2 separate regions of the Sus scrofa genome follow, and region 2 is linked to region 1. Evidence: chromatin contacts called from public HiChIP or PLAC-seq data. All regions are on one chromosome and are shown on one strand. The core of a region is the stretch at or near the end of the contact, and the rest is flanking DNA. Distances in the headings are between cores, read along the strand shown. Region 1 holds the start of LOC100525024 (protein FAM205A-like). Region 2 holds the start of TPM2 (tropomyosin 2 (beta)).

Region 1 (7,474 bases), core at 2,172-4,671:
GAGGTCTCATAGTCTATTCCAGTGCTCAGTGGGAACATGACAGTTCCCATATCCCAGATCCTCAGTGTTCACATGGAGTCCAGAGGGAGCAGTCTGGCCCAGCAGACCTAGATCCCCAAACTTTAGGCCTCAGGGAAGAGCCAAGACAAGAATTTAGCCATAAGTGAAGGGAGGGACAACCTTAGGAGACCTGAAACTGGAAAGCATTGAGTAGGGGATGTGGGATTAGGAATCTCCCTGCCTACACTGGGGAACAGACATCCTTGTGAACAGAAACCCCTTGGTTTCTGCACTAGAAGGAACAGGCTCCACCCAAAAATACCTTAAATAAAAGAATGAGCATTTTTCACTAATGTTGTCCCAGGAAAAAAGGTAAGGGCAGGAAGTTCCCTGTTAAAACTTCAGCCTTATCAGCCTCTGTGTGGATCCCAGGCACTGGTGAAGGCAGAGTTGTCTTCCAGACATTGTGGACACTGAAGCTCAAGAGGGTGTGGCTGTCATGGGCCTGATCCTGGAGAAGAATCTGGGAGGAAAGTCAGCACCAAGAGGAAGACCAGGCCAAAGAAGAGCCTGTAGATGGGTATTCTGTGACACCCTAGCTCCAAGGAAAGTAACAAGTGCATCATACAGCCAGCACCTAAGCCCTGAGGACCAGAGTTGTCTCAGCAGGGACAGGCAACCTTGACAGACATCCCTGGAAAATTTAGATTTAAGTATCAACAACAGTATTCATGCCTCCCAGAAAGCTAGCATCTTCAGCCAGATCCCATCAAGTATGGGCCAAGGATGCCAGGTACCTCCAGCTGCCCTGCCCTCTGCCTCAGGTTCTGTCTCTGAGAATATGTCTCTTTCAGTCAGCCAGAAAGTCCTCTTCCTTCCCCTCCTAGGAGGAAAATTGCTCTCAAAGGAAAATTCTAGTCCATATAGAGAAAAATCTATTGGTTTTCATGCTAGCACATCCTTCGAGAATAGTCTCTATTTCTCATAACCAAGATATTTATTCTGTCCAAATATTTTTGTTTCTTCTAATAGTTGAGTGATACCTTCTGTCTTTGCTGTGTTTTGGGTATACATTTTGGAAATTCTGGGGATCTGGCCTTAGAGGAAGGAAGGAGTCAGCATCACCTTATCTTGAGGTCCTGCTTGGGCTTCTTAAAGGTGAGCGGGGCTCAGAAGGGAGGTTGACAGTGGTTCTGCATATCTGTCCCCATCACAGTTTTGTTGTTCCTGCTCAGATGTTGTATTTTTAAAATACTTTATTTTTTTCCATAATACTGTCATTACAAAAAAATACAAAAAAACTACTATAAAAACATTCAGGGGCTTGTCAAAGTGAGAAAAACCTAAAAACTCCACCCCAGAACCTGGCTGAAGCAGTCTTACCCTAGTTCCTTCACTATTTGACCTTTATACAACTGTAGGAGAGGGGCGGGGTCACACAGGCATCAAAGGGCTGGAAATTCCTCACGCAGTCTTCATGAAGGGTAAGAAATAAGTAGTGTCATATATCACAAAAATGGGATTTGGAAGTTTAGGGGTGGCTAGGCCCTGAGTTCAGAGGTGTGGGGAGAAACCTGTGACCCTGAATCTCTTGGTGGGGAATAGCTGCCACCTGACCCCAAAACCCTTTCCCTTCCTGATGAAGGCTGGGAGATGGACCCTGCCCTCCACCTCTTAGCCTTAATACAGCAGGCCCCTTCCCCTCCCTCTACCCTTGCACACTCCTGAGAGCAGCGGGGAGGACAGACCTTCCAGCTCTGCAGGGTCTTGGCAGAGGAGCTGTCAGGGAGACTGCTGAGGGCCCTGTTCACCTCCCTGCCGCAAATGAAAAGTGTCTCGTGCTCAGTGGCCCAGTTCATGGGTTATGGACCTTCCCTTCCTATCTCAACCCCAGAGAGGCACACACGACTCTAGGTGTGTGCTTCGTGTGCATGAATATGTGTGGTGTGTGGTAACCTTGGACACTGTGGACTTGGGGGTGGTACTGAGGTGGGAAAGCAATGTCCATTTTATCCTCTTCCTCCACCAACAGGAGAAAGCTGAAGGGAAGGGCAAGGAGAGGTATTAGCAAAGCTGAGAGGGGAAGAAAGACATGCTATTTACAGGTGTGGACAGGGAATCTCTATATCTTCAAGTAGCACTCGGGTCACTCTCCAGCCACTGGAGTGGGAACTGGATTCAAAGATAGTGACATGAAAATTGACCCCTGGTCTGGGCTAACTCTCCCCAACTCCCTCCCTCCCACTCCCCCAGGGCAGCCCAGCTCTGAAAGGGGTCAGGGACAGGAATATTTTTCCTGAAAACCAGTGGCTATTTTTTTTTTTTTTTTTGCATTTTAGAAAAGGTTGCCAGTGTCCAGTGGACATCAAGCTGGGTGCACATTGGATGGGGTGTGTGTGGGGTATTGCTGTGGTAGACTCTGGACTGGCTGGGGCAGAGCCTAGGAACAAGGTAGGTGCTGCTTAAGGATCTGTCGTGTTTGTGGTGTTAATCTATCTGGGAAGCGAACTTTGAACTCGACAATGAGGTCTCCCCGCTGGGTGGGCACCTTGGGGAAGGGAAGGCCCTCCCCACGGAGTCTCTTCACGGTGCCTGGTTTGATGACATCATTGCAGGGCAAAGGGATCACTCGGCCATCAATGGTGGGAATGTTCACGGTGCAGCCACACAGTGCCTGGGGAAAATGAGACAGAGAATGAGGAAAAGGTACGGTAGAGTAATTGGGAAGGGAAGAAAAACTGGAGTAAGAATGTCTCCATCACTGCCACCCCCCACCCATAAACACACATACAATTGGATCCAGGCCCCACCTCCTTGAGGCTGATCAGGGCGCTGTAGAGCACATTGGTGCCATCTCGGCGGAAGTGTGCATGGGGCTTGTCTTTGAGCACGAAGACGATGTCGGCAGGGATGTTGTCAGGTGTGGCATCGCCCTCTTTGGGGAAGGTGATCTTGGTGCCTTCCTTCCAGCCACGCTTGATGACAATGTGTAGGATCTTGTCCTCGGTGCGTACAGTTCTCCCGTCAGGGTTGAGGCGCCGCCTTGTGATCTTCATGCGTTTGGTGGAGCCGTGGTAGATTTCCTCCAGGGATACCCTCAGCTCATGCACCACAGGTGGGTCCTGCACCTTGCGCCGAGGGTAAAGTGGTTCTGGGGCTCGCCTCGGACCTCTACTCAGCCCATTGAAGCCAAAGCGGCCAAAAGCGCCAAATGGGTCCTCATCTTCATCCACATCCATGTCATCTGGGTCAAAGCCACTGAAAGGTCGAGTGGAACGACTGCTGGCAAAGAAGATATCGAAGGGGTTGGAGCCTCCAAAGAAGGAGGCAAAGGTGGCATGGGGGTCCCCATGAAAGGTGTAGTGAAAGGAGCCACTGGAGCCACCTGATGAACCACCGCCGGTCTTCAGGCCTGGAGGGAGGAGAAGTTAGGGGCAATGTTGCTGGTCTCAGCCCCACCCGGTCTCTTCCCCTTGCCCTCTAGGTCCCAATTCATGGGCCTAGAGAAAGAAGCAAACTTTAACTTCCACAGCAAGGGCTGGACTAATAGAGTAAGAAAAATCACTGGCAAGATTAATTTCTACTCTTAATTATGTGTTTAGTAATAAGACACATCTTGAGGTTCAAAGAGGCCGTTAACCAATAAATGGAAAAGCTAAGACTAAAAGACTTGTAGGATGTGACTTCCAGTCCTGTAATCTCTTCCATGTGACCCAAAGATGTCTCACAAAACCTTGAATGGCTGGCCTGGGGGTCACATTGCAAGTTATACCTGGTTCCTAAATTTTTGCTTATCTCCAAAGACACAAAGGGCAAGAGGCAGTCAAACAGAATTTGACCATACAAGGGGCTAATGAATGACCTGTCCCAAATAAGGTGGAGATACAGTCCAGCAGGAAGTCCACTCTCACTCTATTTCTAGCACGGTTTCCTTTTTCTCTGACTCCTGCTTGAAGAAGAGGAGCTCTTTGTCTACAAAAGATTTGCAAATGCTTCGTTCCCACACTCAGGACTCACAGTACTGCACAACTCCAGACGATGCCATTTACACACTGGACAGGCATAGACTGCAATGGGAATGGAGCTCCTTGGAGTTATACAACACTAAGCCTCACACCCCATACCTAATGTCAGAACAGCCAAAATGCATGAATGAGCTGGCACATTGTGGGTGGTGACCCCAGCTGCTCTCTCTGGAGTCAGGTTCTATCTAGGGGCTTAGATTCCTGGAGGCATTCTTCATGGGGAGGATGGTAGTGGCTGTGATGGGAGTAGTAGCGGGGTATAGGGAGGAGTAAGGGGGGGCATTAACAGTGAGAAATTATCTAGAACACATAAACTCAGTGGTGGGGCTCAGACTAGGGGAGAGGACTCATCTCTTTGAGGCCTTTATCTAGAATTTCATTGGCTGTTGATGCCTGAGCCTAATTTAGCTTCTTATTTCCTGGGACTACAAGAGGAGCTTTGTGTTTCATTAGAGAGGCCAAGTGGCAAGCAATTCGGAGACTCATGGCAGCTGCCTCTTCACCCCTCCCCTAAAACTCAAAGTCTGTTTTTTCCTTCTATTGAGGATCTGATTATCAGGTGAGTTTAAGAAGCATGGCAGAGCTCAGTGAGAGAGGGAGGTTGGACTAACAATGACAAGAGGGGGTAATTTCTCTGTAGGGATTCCTGCTGTACCTCTACCACACCCTTTACAAGCTGGGAACAACTTGTCCCCAGCTAGGGTGGCACACAGAGTCTATGTGCACAACTGTTCTGGCTGGCTACTAAGGAGGGGACAAGGTGGACAAAAATACGACCTGCATTTCCAAGGCTGCTACTCCCTTCCCAGGCCCTGGCTGTCTCTTTAAGGTTGTACTGCATCCTTAGGAGCCCTCCTGGGATGTAGATCTGCATTAGAAGCGGTGTCTGGATCTAGGGGCTGAGCTTTGCCCTTCTGTTTGGTCATGCAGGAAGGGAGGGCCCAGCTCCCACCTTCTTCCTAAATAAAGATGAGGCTGAGCAGAAGAATGGGTGTAATTCCTAGACAGGTCACATGGTGGCATGGTGTCTGCACTGCTTCCCTCTTTCACACCACTACCCCTCCCATCCCTCCGCCCGGGGAGAGAAACATTTCTTAGCTGAGACAATAATGGGGATTCCAGCAGATGCCTGGTGAATCTGGGAATTGGCAAGTCTAGTAGGTAAGGAGGGAAAAAAAATGGAACTAGTGGCATGGAGAATAAGAAGAGGGGGTTGGGAGGACTGGGGTGCACAGAGGATAGGGGAATGGAACACAAAGCAAGGAAGAGGAAAGGAAAAACATTCTTTTGAGCACCTGCTTTGTATCAGATACAGTCAGATCATCAGCTCATCTAATTTTGAGGCTTGAATGGGAGAGTAAGGAGGACACCGTGGATGCTCTTAGGGAGGAAGGACAGTTCCTCCTGGGAAGGAGAGTCCTCAGCTGTGACAATATCTCTTAATATAGCCTGACAGGTGCTTGTGGCTGGCGGGTGGCAGGCGGCCCTGAGGGGCAGGCCCAGAATTAGCAGCTACATCACGCTCGTGGGATGTGCTGGGAGGAGCCGCCTCTCAGAGGCTTTATTTGGGCCTTTCCTGCCACCCTGTGCGTGGCCACCAGCTACCCCAGGGAGGGAGCAAGATGCCAGCAGCAGTTCCCCTTCCGCTCTTGGATCCCTGCCACTTCCTCAGGGAGTCAAAACTCTACTTCTGTTCTGCTGGCCTGAAGTGGGCAGGAAGGGGGCAGGGAAGGGGACAATCATCTCTAGCTCAGAGCTCCAGTGGTTAATTCCCAGGCTGCTTAAGGGCCAAACTTTTATGCTGATGATTATAAATGCTCTGTCCTCAGAGAGCCACACACACTCCCTTTCCTAACCTTCTCCATCAGCCAATGAAGCAGCAGGGACTTCAGGCAGGACTAATAAGGCTGGGAAGAAAAGCAGGGCGGGGAAGGCCTCTGGCTCTAGTTTCTCTAAGGCCTGGACTTGAGGAGGGAGAGAGGTAGAGAGAGGCAGAGAGAACTATGGTGAGCTGAGGTGGATAGCGGGTGGTCTCTTCTCTCCTCTGGATGTCAGTGCTGGGAACACTTGTTTCCCTCACCCCCTGCTCAGTCTCCAGTTCCCTGCTTTGAGCACTGGGTTACCCAGGACCCCAGACAAGAACAGGTGTCCAGTATCTGGCTGGAGCACTGTCCTCTTACCTTCCTCCCCATATTGGTCATACAGGCCCCGTTTCTTAGGGTCACTCAGCACATCATAGGCCTCAGCAATCTCCTTAAACTTCTCTTCAGCATTGGGTTCTTTGTTCTTGTCTGGGTGGTACTTCAATGCCATTTTTCGATAGGCTTTCTTGATCTCATCTTCGTTGGCTCCCGACGGAATTCCAAGAATCTTGTAGTAATCCTTCCCCATCACAGCCACTGGACCGGCACTGGTCTCCTTGTTTCTGAAAGAAACCAGGGCCAATCCTTGATGCCCCTATTCCCTTCTACCCCAGTACTGTTCCTGATGATCTTGCAATCCCTAAACGACTCACTGTGTAACTTTCAGCAGGTCATGCCTGTTCTGTGGACCTCTGTCTCTCCATCAGTAAAATGAAAGGTTTGGACTAGATGATCTCTTCCACCTCTGACATTCTAGTATTCTGTGATTCTTTTCTTAGCTCCTGGGCCTTCCCAGCAGGAAGCTGGGGGCTGTGGCCCACTTCTTGGGGCTAAACTAAGGGCTAGGTCCTTGGGTCAGACTGAGGATCCTCAAGAGCCCTGCAGAGTGAGGTGGCACCATGGACTGACAGATCCACACACAGAAGCTGGTGAAGATCTGTGCTCTGGGTGAGGTCACCTGAGCATCGTGGTCTCCTACGCCATGGCTCAGGCATGGTGCCCAGACTAAGGGCAGCTGGGGCAGTGGCCCAGGACTGGGAACAGGCCTGGGTCTTCTGCCAGCTACCTTGGCCAGCCAGGCTGAGTCAGGGTGTGGGTGCCTGGATTTCTCTCGGCCATTGGAGACCCCAGGCCTCCCTGCCCCCGCTCCTCAAACCATGCTAAGTCTCACGTGTGATTCAGATCAGAGGATGACTCACAGCCTTTGGAAACTGCTGTTTCTAACTCCCTCATTAGTCGGGGGAGTGGTGAGTGTGTGACACTGTCCTTTCCCCAACCAGGACAACAGTTCCTTTTACTCATTTCCCAATGTCTACACACAAAACTATGTATAAGATATGTCTGTGCCACCTAGGCTTCATTGTTAGTGAACAAAAGCATTCTGGAGATAGGTAGGGCCTTTTAAAATAGTTGTTAGGAGACAACTGGGCACTAACCACCATTTCCTTAATACATTCTCTACCAGTCCTTTCCTTTCACCTGCCCTATGGTTTAGGACCTGGCCCAGTGCCAGGCCCACACTCCTCTGATAGTTCCTTCCATGCTGGGTGCAGAGATATTTGTTATTTATAAGAGGGAGAAATACAG
Region 2 (7,474 bases), core at 3,525-6,024, 610 kb before region 1:
TTTAAGAAATCTCCCCGATGAAGCAGTAAAAAAAAAATGTTAATTTTATTAAATCTTAAAATACTTTAGTGACAAGTCTTGTCAACATTCTGTGTGATGAAACTGGGACGTATGCATAGAACACTTCTGCCGTACACTGAAGTTAACAGTGTCTCAAGAAAAGCACTCAGACGATCCTTTGAGTTGTGAGCTGAATTAGCTGCTTTTTCATGGAGCACTTTTTTTTTTTTTTTTTTTTTTTTTTTTTTTTTGTCTTTTTAGGGCCACACATGTGGCATATGGAGGTCCCCAGGCTAGGGGTTGAATCAGCTACAGCTGTCGGCCAACATATACAGCCATAGCAATGCAGGACTTGAGCTATGTCTGCGACCTACACCACAGCTCATGGCAACACCGGATACTTAACCCTCTGAGCGAGGCCAGGGATCAAACCTGGGTCCTCATGGATGCTAGTCAGATTTGTTTCCACTGAGCCACAACAGGAACTCCTTTCATGGAAAGCATTTACTGTAAAGAATGATTGCCAGACAAACCATGGTTATCAGACTTGGGTATCTGGCAGATCTTTTCTCAAAAAGGAACAGTCTGTCACTAGTGAAAAACCTGGCAGTATTTGTTGCCAATGATATAATTCAAGCTTTCAAGTGAACATTAAAATTTTAGAAAACTTGTATCAGCTTCCCCAAACATAAAACAAACTTTTTTTTATTGAAACCATCATGATTTTTAATAATAAATAATGAAATGTGTTGATATTTAGAACATCCCACACAGCTCAGTAAGTCATTTTCCAAATGACCAACGCATGATGTTATAAATTTATCTGTGAATTGGAGCTCCTGTCGTGGCGCAGTGGAAACAAATCCAACTAGGAACCATGAGGTTGCGGGTTCGATCCTTGGCCTCACCCAGTGGGTAAAGGATCTGGCAATGTTGTGCGCTGTGGTGTAGGTGGCAGATTCAGCTTAGATCCCAAGTTGCTGTGGCTGTGGTGTAGGCCTGCAGCTGTAGCTCTGATTCAACCCCTAGCCTGGGAACCTCCATATGCCGTGGGCGCAGCCCTAAAAAGCAAAAAAAAAAAAAAAAAAAAATTATCCCTAAATATAAGATCCAACCAAAGTGCAATACCACCAATGTGTACCAAAAGGTTATTGATAGGGTTTCGAGTAAAATGGATTTTACAACTAACGCTTAAAAGAATACCATCTGGCAAGTGTTGATGTATCAAAGAAGAATATCCACAATTACCTGAAAAGGCTACAAATGCCACTGTAAACTGTAAACTGCACTGGTCCACTTATATGTGGATCAAAAGATAGCTTACTACAGTATTACATGATCCAAGGCTGGGTCAATCTAAGGAGGCAGAATTATAATACACAGGAACCTAGCATACAATGGGCTAAGTTATGACCTTTCAACTTTGCAGACCCTTGTCTTATTTAAGGGTTAACTGTATACTATTCTCCTTTCCAACTATGTGTCTGTGTGAGACTAGACTTTTTTTCACATATAGTACTTCAAACAACAAATACACAGCAACAGATAGAAAGCACAAGTAGATTTTGAGAATCCAACTGTCCTCTATCAAGCCTGATATTAAAGAAATTTGCGAAAATGTATAACTGCCATACTCTCACTAATTTGGGGAGGTGAATATAGTGACTTTTTTTCTTTTTAGGGCTGCACCTTTGGCATATGGAAGTTCCCAGGCTAGGGGCTGAAATGGAGCTACAGTTGCTGGCCTATGCCACAGCCACAGTGCAAGATCCGAGCCGCATCAGCCACCTACACCACAACTCACAGCAACACCAGATCCTTAACCCAGTGAGTGGGCCAGGAATCGAACCCACATCCTCATGGATATTAGACAGGTTCTTAACCTGCTAAGCCACAACAGGAACTCCCAGTTTCCATTTTAATATGGTGAGTATTGACAGATATTACCCACTCTACCAGAAGCTTTTTGATCTTCAAACCCTACTGTCAAGGGGTTCTAGGACCAAAGTTTGAGAATTGCCCCACCAGACCATGAGTTCCCCTAGATCCACAGAGTATCATTGTGTATCCTGAACCTGGTGCACAAAAAAAGTCACTAGCAAATGTTTATCAAATGCCAACGCTATGCTTGAGGCTATGCCAGGCACTGGGGATTTAGAATTGAAAAAGATAGCCACTCCCCTTGGCTGATAATAACTGTATCCCACGGATCCTGGGGGCAGAGCTTCAGTGCCTGCCCGCTTGCATCTTTCGCAAGCGTCCTATCCTAATAAATCTATTTCTTGCCTAAAAAAAAAAAGAAAAAAAGAAAAAGATAGGCCCTGGCATTCTGGAGAACTCACAGACCACTAGGCAAACAGGTATAACAACAGTCATAACAGGGACTATGCCGAGACAGACTGTTAGGAGCTTGCCCCAAGAATAAGCATTTATTACATGCAGAGGGTGGGAAGGGAAGAGGCTAGGGAAGCCTCCTCAGAAAAGTTGACACGGTCTGAGTCTTTACAGCCACCAGGAATCAGCCAAGGGAAGGGCATTTTAGGGATATATAACAGAATGTATAAAGCGGTAGCTTTGGTGTTCCCATGGTGGCACAACCAGATCAGCCGTGTCTCTGCAGCACCAGGACTCATGTTCAGCCCTAGCCCAGCACAGTGGGTTAAAGGATCCAGTGTTGGTGACCAAAAATGAATTAAAAAAAAAAAAATGGTGGTAACTTTTAAGAAAAGCTTGGTGATTTCTAGCTCCTGCACTTAGCTCAGTATGAATGCTACATGAAGTACAAATCTGTGTGCTGAGAGTGAGGTTGGAACTGAAAGGAGGTAGGGCTAGAGAGGTAGGCAGGTGCCAAAACAAAGGGCCTGATACACCATATTAAGAAATGTGACTTTTACTGGCAAAAGAGGGAGGGCGAAGGGAGGGGCTTTTGGAGCATCTTAGGGTCCTACTTGTACCAACTTTTTCAAAGATCTTTGTGTAACAAGGTCGAGGAGAGTTGGGGGAGTCAGGAGTTCACAACAGACCCAGGCAGGAGGTAATATAAGGAGCTGCCTGAGGAGGAGACTTCAGTGGAAGAAGCTCATTTGTAGGAGCAGAACCTACAGGATCAAGGGACTGTGGGAAGTGAGAGGTCTGGCACTGGCTACAGGGTGGATGGAAGACTCTTCCAAGAGTTTGGGGAGAACAGGGAGATGGAGTGAACACCAGCGGGCGGTGGGGCCGGTGGACCGGGAGGTGGGTGAGGAGGGGACAGAGGTCAAGTTTGTTCCATGTGTAGCATCGGTCCACTAAGCAGATCTAAATACATTTCCGCCCCCACCTCCCCTGGCCGTGGACCTATGGTTCCCACGGTTCCCACCCAGCCAGCAAAAGCCAGGCCTCCCGCCCCCCTGCCCCTGGGGAGCGAGGCTTCCTCTGCCTACCCTGGTCTCCCCTCCCCCCACCCCAAGGCGGCTCTCCACTTCCTCTCCCCTCACCCCACCCCAAGGAAAAAGCGAAAACAAACAGCCTCGCACGGGTGCCTCCGATTTCCCGACCCTAGGCCACGGCTCCCGGCTCCGGGAGCTGTTTCTGGCGGCCTCGGTCAGAGGGAACATCTCACCCCCAGCTCCAGACGCCCAGCAGCTCCGTAACTCTTGCCCTCGCCCCTGCCTTCCTTGCCCCATTCCGGCCCCGCCTCCCCACGGGAAACATCCCAAAAAAGGGCAGAAAAGAAATTTCAGCGTAAAGTTGGCCCACAGGGGAAGGGAGGAGAGTCCGCAGGGAGAAGGGGAGGAGAATGGAAGGAGAAGGGAGGGCGCACAGGGAAGCTAGGGGAAATCGGGATGGGTGGGGGTGAGTGGGGGGCGGGCGGTGGGGCCGGTGGACCGCGAGGCGGGGTGAGGAGGGGGACGGAGAGCGACTCGTCCCGGGTGGGGGTGGGGATGGGGGCGGGGAGCGCGGGTCCGGCGGGGCAGAAGTGGCCGCGGAAAATATGCGGGGCACGTGGGGGGCGGGGCGGGCTGGGCGCGGATCCGGGTTCTGCGTGCTCGGCGATGGTAGAGGAGGGGCCCTGGCTCCAGGGGCAGGGGCTGGAAGGGGAAGCGAGGGGAAGAGAGGTCAGGCCCGCCCTCGGGGGCAACAAGCCGGTCCTCGCTCCGAAGGGCTGCCGGGGCTCTGGGCTCGCCTCCTACCTCAGTTTCCCCAAGTCTCTGGTAAGACTCTCCACTATCACCACCATGTCCGTAGCAAAAACCCAGCATCTGGGACTGGGGTAAACTGAGGCACTCAAACTGCGGAGGAGCCCCGCCTCCCAAGAGACATTTAATCCGAGGGGATTTACAGGAAACTTCTAAATTAAGGGCAGCGGCTGCTGCAGTTGAGGGGGGGCCTTTTGGTCCCTGCGCTTGGGGCAGCTGCCGTGAGCTCAAGCCCTGAAATAGCCTCAGGGGCCCCAGCCGCAGCTGCCACCGGGCCAGGCTGTCACTCAGAAGAAGCACGGAGCCCCCTGCCCCAAGGTCCCCTCCCTTCCACAGCGCTAGTGTCTTTCTCAGCAGACCGTCCAGCTACTTTCCCTTCCGACGGCTGGGGGGGATGGGGTGAGGGAGAGGCGGAGCCCTAGGGGGCGGTTCCGAAGGGGTGGGCGTAGGGGGTGGCCGCGCCCCCCCCAACCCTGCTGTGCTTCTGCCCCTACAAGGTTTGGGCTGCAATGGGGGAGGGTCCTGGCCCCCGGCTCCGCCCGGTCCCTCCCAGCCTTTTAGGCGCCCGCGCGGCTGGGACGTCCCAGCCCCGCTAGGTCCTCCTCGTCCGCCACCCGTGCGCCCAGTCAGCACAGCCAGTCCCGTTCGCCCGGTCCACACTGCCCGCCGGCCGGCCGGTCCCCAACAGCAACCATGGATGCCATCAAGAAGAAGATGCAGATGCTAAAGCTGGACAAGGAGAATGCCATCGACCGTGCTGAGCAGGCGGAGGCTGACAAGAAGCAGGCTGAAGACCGCTGCAAGCAGGTGGGGGTCCCAGGCTCTGTGTAACCTCTGTCCCCAATCCGCAACAAGGGCAGCCTGTGCCACTCTGTGCTCCCCAGCCTCTGGCCTGCCGTCCAAGCCTCGCTACCATCCAGTGTGGGGGCTGGGCCTTCACAGTACCCCCAGGGCCCTAGCCAGAGCTACACTTCATCTCACCCACCCTCGTCCGAGGAGCCCCAGTCCCCTAATTTCCACTCCTCCCTTTACAGAGCCATGATGGGCCTTGCTCCTTGGGGCTGGAAGCTTTCTCTCTACTCCCACCAGTTCCCTCCCACACCCCTAGCTGCCCTGACCCTCCTCTGCTATCCCTCTTCCTCTCTGTCAGCCTCTATATATCTCTTAGTACCCCTCACACACACCCCTGCCTCCTGCCTGGGCCTGGGCCTGGCTGACTGAGGCATCTCTCTCCCAGCTGGAGGAGGAGCAGCAGGCCCTCCAGAAGAAGCTGAAAGGGACGGAGGATGAGGTGGAAAAGTATTCCGAATCAGTGAAGGATGCCCAGGAGAAACTGGAGCAGGCTGAAAAGAAGGCCACCGACGTGAGTGTGAACCTGGGGGGACAGTAGGAGACTCAGTGCTTTGGGAGGGGTTCCAGACATGGGGATGAGAGGGACTTTCACCATCAGGACAGAGACGGTTTCCTCTCAGGAACGCAGGCCAGGGCAAGCTTGCACAATTAATCCAAGACAGTGGGTAAATCAAAACCACTTACCACTTCCCCCTGAGAACACAACATTTTAATTCCATTTGGTTCCAGCTCTTAGAAGGCACAGTGATCAAGCAGTGAGTCATCGCGGGGGCGGGTGGCACAAGAATTTACCATCCACCTCAACTAATCTTCCAGCTGAAGATGGAGAGGAGACTGAAGCTACATTTGTGGGGTATGGGGTGTGGGTGGAGGTGCTGTTAGGCAGGAGGAGGGGAGAGGAATCCACAGATGGGCCTTGACTTGAGTTACACTGCTGGGGGGCCATTAGAAATTCCCTGGCCTTGACCTCTGGCTCCAGTGGCCCTGCTGTGTACTGGCGCCCCAGCTCAGGTTCTAACGGTCCCTCATTTACCCTCATTAAGCTGTCAGTCTTGAGACCATGCCAGGCCACAGGGCAGAGGGACAGGGCCACTAATGCCAAGGCAACCACCTTGGCAGCTCCTGTTCACTCTGAGATTTCTCTGCCCACCTCACACCCCCTAACCAGACTTCTCTACCTCCTGTTCTTCCCAGCCCCCACCTTAAGGTAGGAGAACAGCCATAAGACTTTGGCAATGGTACTTTCTCTGCCTCAGGTTCCCCATTTGCCTTCCACCCAGGATTGTTTAAGATGAGCCTGTGGTTGGGTGGATGCAGGGATTAGCACGAGCATGGTCTGAACGGCCGAGATGAAAGAAGACACTACGGTTTGTGTTGACCATTAGCCGTGCTCCCCATCCCCCCAAGCCCCCCAAGATTGGTTTCTCTGACCTCCAGCCTTTGGTTTTTGTTCTTCACCAGTCCTGGCACTTGGGAGGGAGCTGCCCTGCAGCTGCTAGTGAAGATGGCCCCGGGCATCTGACAGTCTATAAATAACCAAGGCCCAGTGCAGCTGGAGGCAGGACTGGAAATCCAAGGAGCTGAGTGGGGGCTGGAGGGGAGCTGGGGAGGCCAGGGACAGAGCTAGGGAAGCAGAGAGGCAGTGTGAGGAGTAGATAAGAAACTGCCCAAATTTATTGTGTGACCTTGAGCACAGCACTTAACTTACACAGTGCCTCAGTTTCCCTTTACTCTCTTGCTTCCCACTAGTCCAGTGGGGACAGCAGTGCCTGTCCTGTGGTTAGAGAGTAGCATCCAGAACTGGGAAGAGCTTAAGAAGCAGAAAATGGCAAAAGTCAATCCTGTGATGCAGGCCCTAGGATCTCCCAGATTCTCCAGTCATTTGTCACCCCACTACTATGAAGCGAGTCTTTTACAGACCTTCATCTCTCTCTCTAGAATAGACCTCCTGTGTCCCCCAGAGTCATTCTTCCCAACCCCCAGTGCTGTCCCCAGAATCCTTCCACACTGAGTCATCCGGCCCTGTGCCCAGGATGGGCTCTTGTCACTCTAGGTGGCTTTCAGCACCTGAAGGATAAGCTGCAACTACTTTCTATATATGGTGCTGTTTCCTCTGCCCTCTGGTATCACTCAGGACCTGCTTTCTACCCCCTCTGCCCCCAGAGCTGCCACCCATCTCTTCCCTTTCACTCTCTCCTTCCTGTACACTGGTCTGTTCTCCTTTCCAATCTCAAATTTCAAGGTCCCTATGTTTTTGTCTTTGAGGGAGAGACAAGGGATAACCTAATATTTATGAGGTGTGGATTCTGTGCAGGCAATGTGCATAAGTGCTTTCTGCATATTATTTTATTATTTCCCAAGGTTGACTTATCATCAGAATCACCTGGAAGATTAAAAAAAAAAAAAAAAATGGACGATTTCTAAGACTCTGCTCTGGAGATCTC

Evidence for each region. HiChIP or PLAC-seq counts read pairs in DNA pulled down with a chosen protein or histone mark.
Region 2: a contact with region 1 is called in an H3K27ac HiChIP or PLAC-seq map of skeletal muscle. The contact joins the promoter of TPM2 here to the promoter of LOC100525024 in region 1. A contact is called at or near these places in 1 of 47 Hi-C or Micro-C datasets (skeletal muscle) and 1 of 2 datasets of contacts at active chromatin or transcription factors (skeletal muscle).

What each region holds. Positions count from the first base shown.
Region 1 is chr1:235,793,150-235,800,623 of Sscrofa11.1, reverse strand. It overlaps LOC100525024 (protein FAM205A-like), which reads left to right and starts at 3,421. Exons shown (of 5, transcript XM_021065319.1): 1 at 3,421-4,584. It overlaps DNAJB5 (dnaJ homolog subfamily B member 5), which reads right to left. Exons shown (of 5, transcript XM_005654514.2): 3 at 6,206-6,450; 4 at 2,811-3,412; 5 at 1,239-2,674. The coding sequence ends at 2,441.
Region 2 is chr1:236,406,916-236,414,389 of Sscrofa11.1, reverse strand. TPM2 (tropomyosin 2 (beta)) reads left to right here and starts at 4,774. Exons shown (of 9, transcript NM_001129947.1): 1 at 4,774-4,985; 2 at 5,416-5,541. The coding sequence starts at 4,872.